Regions from separate parts of the Capsicum annuum genome. Here region 2 is linked to region 1. The links are chromatin contacts, called in public Hi-C maps. All regions are on one chromosome and are shown on one strand. Each heading gives the region's core, a stretch centred on a gene start, on an enhancer-like site or on the middle of the called end of the contact. The rest is flanking DNA. Distances are from core to core; before and after follow the strand shown.

Evidence for each region. Hi-C and Micro-C count contacts between places; a contact is called where the count stands out from the background.
Region 2: a contact with region 1 is called in a Hi-C map of bud, with 4 times the contacts expected there. The contact joins the promoter of LOC107869454 here to the promoter of LOC107869443 in region 1. A contact is called at or near these places in 2 of 5 Hi-C or Micro-C datasets (bud and leaf).

Annotation. Positions count from the first base shown.
Region 1 is chr1:20,361,755-20,365,626 of UCD10Xv1.1, forward strand. LOC107869443 (40S ribosomal protein S30) reads left to right here and starts at 1,648. Exons shown (of 3, transcript XM_016715982.2): 1 at 1,648-1,800; 2 at 1,908-2,045; 3 at 3,433-3,657. The coding sequence starts at 1,797. The coding sequence ends at 3,479. LOC107869431 (alpha/beta hydrolase domain-containing protein 17B) reads left to right here. Exons shown (of 5, transcript XM_016715974.2): 5 at 1-557. The coding sequence ends at 290.
Region 2 is chr1:20,756,672-20,760,543 of UCD10Xv1.1, forward strand. It overlaps LOC107869454 (cellulose synthase-like protein D3), which reads left to right and starts at 1,725. Exons shown (of 4, transcript XM_016716000.2): 1 at 1,725-1,987; 2 at 3,332-3,872. The coding sequence starts at 3,383.

The DNA of each region.
Region 1 (3,872 bases), core at 398-2,897:
TTTCTACCAACTGCTGTTGTCAAGTTAAATGCAGACTACCTAATTGTCTAAATTGCTCAAAAGTGAGCTGCACGAACTGTTGCTATTGGCCAAAATGCCCTAAATGGAAGCCCAAATGCTTGGTGTGTTGGATGCCCGGCTGCCTCAAATGTTCCTGCATGTTGCCAAAATGTTCATGCGTGTGCCCAGAATGTTCATGTGCATGCCCAAGATGTTCGTGTACATGCCCAAAATGTTCGTGTGCATGTCCAAAGTGCTGTTGTTGGAGCGTAAACTGTTCGTGTTGGTGATTGTTAGCAGTGGGTGGGTATACGTAATTGGTTCAGTTGAAAGGCAATAGTTTTGTATAGTTTGCCCAAGTTGTTGATGGACCTCCAAAGATGTGTAGTAGCCTGGACAGTTTGACATGAAGTAGTTATTTAGGTGAAATCTAAACCTATAGAATTTTATTCTTTATCATTTCCACGACGCTGCTAAGTTATTGTATCTTCTATGTTAGTCCTGCTCAATGTACTCCATTCAATTAAGATCCTCAGTTCTTCCTCTTTGATGCTGAATTCATATCTCAAGTTATATCGTTAATGAACTTGGTGTTGCTAGTTTGGTCGTTACTGCTCTTATTCTACCGTCATGGCAAGGACATAAACTTATTTCTTAAGCAAGCAATTAAACAAAAGTCATATCCCTGTCCTATCACCTGGACCCAGTGTGTTTGTTATTGATGATGGATGCATTCAATCCCAACGCGAATTTACAATAGTCAAAATTCGTAAAGAGCTTTCACCCTTAAATGAGCCCACCTAACGCAAATTCAAATTAATCGGCCAACTACATACATGCAGTCATTACAATAAACAATATTGTATTCTTGAACATAATATATGTCCATATCATCTCTGGCAACATTGATCGCAAACTCTAATTTTTTTTAATATTCGATCAAGTATAAGAGTTTAATACATCTCGACTTATACATATAGAAAAAGACGAAAATTGCAAATATATCAGCAATAGTTATTGAGAATTTACAACCAAAAAAGAGTACTAAGAATACTCCCTGAGATCAAACATAACAAAAGCAAAAAAGGACCCTTAAGATGTTCTTATAGAATATAAGTAGCATAATACACTTCAAAAATATACTAACATATTTTATTATAAATATGTATGCTTACTTTTTTTTATCAAAATGTGATCTAATTTGAAAACATAACATAAACATACGCCTTAACTTATCATATTTACACAAATTTGCAATAAGTAATTACAAAAATCTTAACTAATTATATGTATCTTCGTTGGTGGATGTATCGAGAGCTAATTATATATTTCGAAAGACCCAAAATAAAAAAAAAAATAAAAAAATGTCGGGAGCTAATTATGTATCTTTACAAAGGAAAAAATGTATATTCGTTGGATGTATTATGTATCTCGACAAACCCAAAATCGAAAAAAACATATCGGGAGCTAATTATGTATCTTTACAAAAGAAAACATATATCTTCGTTGGATGTATTTGAATTTACTTATGTACCTCGAAAGACCTAAAATTGGATTTTCAGTAATTAAGTTTCATATTGTCGGAATTTTTGTTGTTTGCCCTAATTTCCAATTGGATTACATGTTTTGGGCCATGGTTTTGACTCTCTTTCACATGGCCCAACTGTGCTTCTCACCAAAGCCCAATACAGTTAAAAGCCTCGCCAGCCTCCTATAAATTCTATCTTAATTTTCCAGAAACCCTAACCTTTGCATTCAGAGCTTTACAACCGGCGCCGGCGACTCAGTAATCAGCCATGGGTAAGCTCCAGCAACTCTTGCATTCACTTTCAGTTTACTTTAAAAGAAGTTTTTCAATTATTGTTGAATGAGTATTGAATTATGGAATTTTGATTTGTGAATTGTAGGTAAGGTACACGGATCACTAGCTCGTGCTGGTAAGGTTAGAGGACAAACTCCAAAGGTTGCTAAGCAGGATAAGAAGAAGAAGCCTAGAGGGCGTGCTCACAAGCGTATGCAATACAATCGCAGATTCGTTACTGCTGGTAAGTTCATGTTTGCTGCAATAAATGAAGAATATATGTATACAGTAGTGGTAGTAGTTTTATTGATATATAGTACATACAAGCTGAAAATTGTTGTTTCTATTCCATCCATTTGCATTTGTAAATGTATATGGATTAGATTTCATCCTTTCCAGGATTACCGAAAGCTTAAAGGCATATTTGAGTGGTTGACTAACTGTAGGCATATTTGCAATGATGCTGAACCCAGTATTATTATTATTGATGCAGAGCATAAATTTGTGTTTAATATTTATTAAAGTTGCAATAAATACAAACTATATGAATCCTTAATCCATTACTCTAAAAATATAATTGTAATATTGAAATTTTTAAATTTAAATCTAGGGCCCGTCTCTGTGATAGAGTATATGTATGTGTGTATGAGTCTCTTTATTTATGATCCATTTACTCAGTATGCAATGTGGACCCATAGGCCATAATTTTTAAAATATAATGATAATGTTGTACTCGTTAGATTTAAATGGAGGCTCTGCCTATGCGCGCAGGATGTATGTGTGTGTAATCGCTTATTTATGATCGTTATACTGAAGAAACTGCTTCTGCATGGTGTATGAATGTTCTAGTGAAATTTTACCATATCTGGAACCTCCCGTATTGTTGTTAGTTTGGCTTCAGAATAATGGTATTTTTGCTAGTAAGCATTTTAGACGAGTTCAGGGATCGTGAGATGTTAGCATGGTATTGTGTTGTTTAATTTGGGTCTGTAGGCTCCTCTTTTCAGCTTTATATGATCTTACTTAACACAGTGATGCATTTCATTTTTATTAGTGAAACAAGTTGGATACTTGTGGTAAATATGTATGTTAATTGTTATTAACGATAAGTGTGGACAAATGATACTCGTAGATTAAATGTGCCCATGCACAAATTGCATATGGATAATGCACACTGAGAAGTGATATACTTGAGTATTGTATCATCTTTGTACTTGTATATGCTGGTGGATGAATGTTCCAGTGAAAATTTACAATATCTATTATCTCCCTGATATTGTTAGTTTTTTCCGCATCCGTGTTTCTGAGTAGTATTCTAGACTAGCTTTCTGATTCTCAGTTCTAAGCGGTTTAATCTGAGTTTTCCTATTTCTCTGCTCGTCATTGTATGATGCTAATGGTAGGTTTATTGCATTTTATGTGAAGAATAAAGAAATGTTAGTTGTTCCAAGATAAAAAGTATTTGCTAGTTTGTTTGTCAAATCTGTGCTGTTTAAGCTGAGTTTTCCCATTTCTCAGCACTTCATTGTATGTGCTTTGTTTTACTTTGGAACATTTTGAAGCTTCTTCTCTTCTTCTGACATTCAAAATTTCGTTCTTACGGAATTCTGCTAATCTTTGCTTGCTTGCAGTTGTTGGCTTCGGAAAGAAGAGAGGACCAAACTCTTCTGAGAAGTAGATGAGGGCAACAGTTACTTTAAGCCGGGTTCAAGAGTGTTTCGCTTATGTTTTGTTTGTAAATTTTGATTCTCAGACCTCGTAATGTGAGAAGACTAGTTTACTACCACCATTTAGGATGGGACGAATACATCTGTTTTGCCAGAGTTAATTGAATTTTATTAAACTATTTTCATTCATTGCCTTTTAATGTTTGTGCTATATTAGTGGCCATTTCTAATTCCTATAAAATCTATAACAGGGTAATGTTCGTTCTGATGCTTCCTTTTAGGTAGGCATTTGGACAACATTTGGTTGATGTTCAAGCCTCCTGTTAGGATCGGCTTTTGGCCTATGACTTATTAAGCAAAAATCATAATTAGTCCGACTTATCAGCCAAAAGTCTAAAATAGTC
Region 2 (3,872 bases), core at 475-2,974, 390 kb after region 1:
AGGATTTTCGTTTGTTGTTAAATTATTTATGTTGAATATTTGGAATGGAGCTAATTAATATAAACAAATAGCTAATTTTCATCACATTTTAATTAACTTAAGCCTTGAGACTTATTATTATCGGAGTATCTTATATCTTGAATTTTGTGTTGTTTCTACATACAAGTGTCATATAGTTAGTTCACAAATTTATGTTGAAGTCATAATGCAATGACTGAATACTAGCCCTTGTATTTTAAAAATAAGAAAACTGTATATAATTGAGTTGGATGAATTTAGATACTTAGTCTTTTTCAATCTCAAATTTAATGTTCATAATAACCACTTTTTTAGGATTTTTTTTTGTCATTTTACTTATTTATCATATTTTAATTAATCATCAAATGTGATATAAAATTAGGGGATCTTTAAAAAATAGCTACACTTTACTGTAAAATACATCTTTTATACCCATATTTTACATAATTATTATTTATAGCCACTGTATTCAATTTACGTCCGTTGTATTCTGTTTTATCAATAGTCTATATTCATATAAAATATAAATACAATATGTATTTGTATAAAAATTTGAATTGTATTTATTTGTATCAATAAATACAAACAAGTATTTGTAGAAAGAAAATCAATCATTCCTTTCCAATAATTAAAAAATACAAATGACAGTTCACACAAATATTTGTATGTATAGTTCACATTTATATTTATTTTTTTATAGTTTGCACTTGTATTTGTATGTTATAGTTTCAATTTGTATTTATATTTTATAGTTCACACTTTTATTTGTGTTTATTAGTTTGCACAAATAAAAAGGAGAAAAATAGAAAAGGAAAAAATAATAAAAAAAGAAGAAGAAAAAAAGAAGAAAAAAATACAAAAAAGAAGGAGAGTAATAGATAATAGAGAAAAAATAAAAAAGAAGGAGAAAAAATAAAAAGGAAAAAAAGAAAAAAATGGAAAAAAAGAAAACGAAAAAGAAAAAAGAAAGAGAAAACAAAAAAATAAATAAAGAAAAAGACTGAAAAATGAATAAGGAAAAAAAGAAGAGAATGATAGAAAATAGAAAAAGAGAGAAAATATATGAGAGAGATTATGAATTATAACTAAGAATAATTAATAGATAAAAGAGGGTTATATTTGTTAAGTTATATAGTTATTCCATGAAGTCATGTTAAGATTTTATTTTCAGAACTTTTCATGTTAATGGTTTCAATTTGGGGTATCACGAGACTGAAAATTATTACGTTAATGGCCCCAATCAAGATTGAGAGACCAGAGGACTCAAAATCCTCATCTTAACGGTTTTGAGGACTGAGTGATAAGGCTTATTAGGAAAAAACACACACTAACAAATGAAATATATAAATTATGAAAATATGTGATGTATTGAATAAGATTATTTTTTTCTTAACTAGAGGTTTTATTTTTGAGATTTGTGTATAAAAAATTTTGGTAGGAAATGACTTTTTTAAATAGGCTTTACATGACACTAAGTTGAATTAGACGAGTATCAAATATTAGATGAGAAACTTAAAAAAAAAAAAACAGAAAAATAATATGTATTTTATATGAGAAAATAATAACAATAACAAAATAAGGAAGCCTGAAAAATCTTTATTTGGTAATAAAATATTTTATTTACTAAAAATAAGACCAATTGTAAAGTTTGTAAAATTATCCCTTTCACACAGGAAATAAATCAGTCGTAGCTGTAGCCGCGTATCAAGCGTGCTCAGACCGACCCCCTATATTTCCGTTAATTACTTTTTAACCCCCCCCCCCCCCCCCCCCCCCCTAATTCCACCCCCCACACCCCCACCCCCCAACCCCCACCCCCACAAAAAATATACTCTTTCTTCCCCACTGTCCCCTTTTGTAAGAAAATCAAACCCCCAACACTAAAAACCAAAATCTTCCATACCCAATTTCTTCAAAGTTCAAATGCACTTACTTTTGCTAGTATTAACCACACAGCAAAGTAGATAAGGTAAAAAAAAAAATACAAAAATATCATAAATTTTTTTCTTGAAATTTTCAAACAAAAAATACCAGAAATGGTAACTCATTTATTCAGATCTCTTAATTTTTTTTCTAAATTTTTTATATATTCACATTCTTTACCCCCTTTGTGTATTTGGGTGGGTCTCATTTTTTTTTTTTTTTTTTTTGCAATTTTCCTTTGCCTGCTACTGTAATCTGCAAAAAAAAAAAAAGGAGCTTTATTCAGGTTAATTTGTTATAAGTTATAAAGTTTGAATCTTTCTGAGCTGATGTTGTCTTTTTTTTCTTTTTTTACAAATTTTGAGGTTAGTAAGTATTAATTGCTTATTTTTTGATTTTTTTAAAAGGGGTGACAGAAGAAAGAGGGAGGAAAAATGGGTATTTGTTAGTTTGTCTTACGTAATAGAGATTTTTATTTATTTAATTTATAACCCTTTTGATTTAATTGGAGAAAGAAAGACTTAGTCTTACTTGTTAATATTTTGAAAGGGACCCCATGAAAGCTTTGTTACAGTTGTAATTTCAAATTTGTAGAGTGTATATGTTTGCAAGTAGTGTGTGTGTATTTTTTATTGGTATTATGTTTTGAATGTTTCTTACACGCCTTTAGGAGGCCGATTCTCCTGTATTTTTTAATAATGTTTTTTCCATAACTATGTTAATTGTCTTATAAGTATTGGGGCTACTAGTGGGGGGTTATATATCTATCTAGTTGTGCAACATTAGCATGATCTTGATGTATATAGGGAAGATTTGTATGTGAAAAGTGGGATCTTGATGTGTTCTTGGACTTACATTTTTTCCCACTTTGGTTCGGACCGTGCATAGCGGGAGCTTTAGTTACCAAGTGTTTCTTGAGTTTGCAATTTTTCCCCTTTGATTTTTTTGCACCTTGGTGTCTGGGAAAGCTTTCTGTGTGTTACTGGAAATGGTTTAGGAAAATTTTGATTTTTTGTTGTTGAGGTATTTCATCAAGATTTAGGTGATTTTTCTCTTCTGTGTCTACTTTGTTATATTTTGAATTGTTTTGATGCTTTCCACACAAAGTGACCAAGTGTTTTTGCTTAAAAAAGGTGTTGCTTTAACTGTTTTTAGTTGATAAAAAGAGAGAACTGGCTTTGGAGAAAGAGAAAGTGGCCAACTGGTCATGCTTTTGTTTGCTCAGCATTATTGACATGCTGGGAATCTCTAAAAGATTTTCATTTTCTAGTTGCAAAAAGACGTCAAAATATTTCAAATCCAGATATATTGTTTGCACTATCTTTTTTTAATTTTGGTCTGTGAACTTAGTGTTAACTAATTCTCTGGTTGCTTCTTTGCCCTTATGCAGTTTCAGGTTTTGTTGGTCAGTAAGTAATCTTTTAGCACAAATTTTAGCAGCATGACTTCAAGATCCTTCAAAGCTTCTGATTCCCAGCAGGGTAAGCCTCCTGGTGTTACTTTTGCAAGGAGGACCTCATCGGGTCGGTATGTGAACTTATCAAGGGAATCACTGGATAGTGAGATTAGTGGCATTGAATTTGCAAACTACACAGTGCATATCCCTCCGACCCCTGATAATCAACCTATGGATCCTTCAATTTCTCAGAGGGTTGAAGAGCAGTATGTGTCAAATTCGTTGTTTACCGGTGGTTATAACAGTGTGACTCGTGCTCACTTGATGGACAAGGTAATTGAATCCGAAACTAACCATCCTCAGATGGCTGGTGCCAAAGGTTCTTCTTGTGCTATACCGGGCTGTGATGGGAAAGTCATGAGTGATGAAAGGGGTGAAGATATTCTTCCTTGTGAGTGTGATTTTAAAATCTGCCGGGATTGTTACATTGATGCTGTCAAAACTGGTGATGGGATATGTCCTGGTTGTAAAGAGC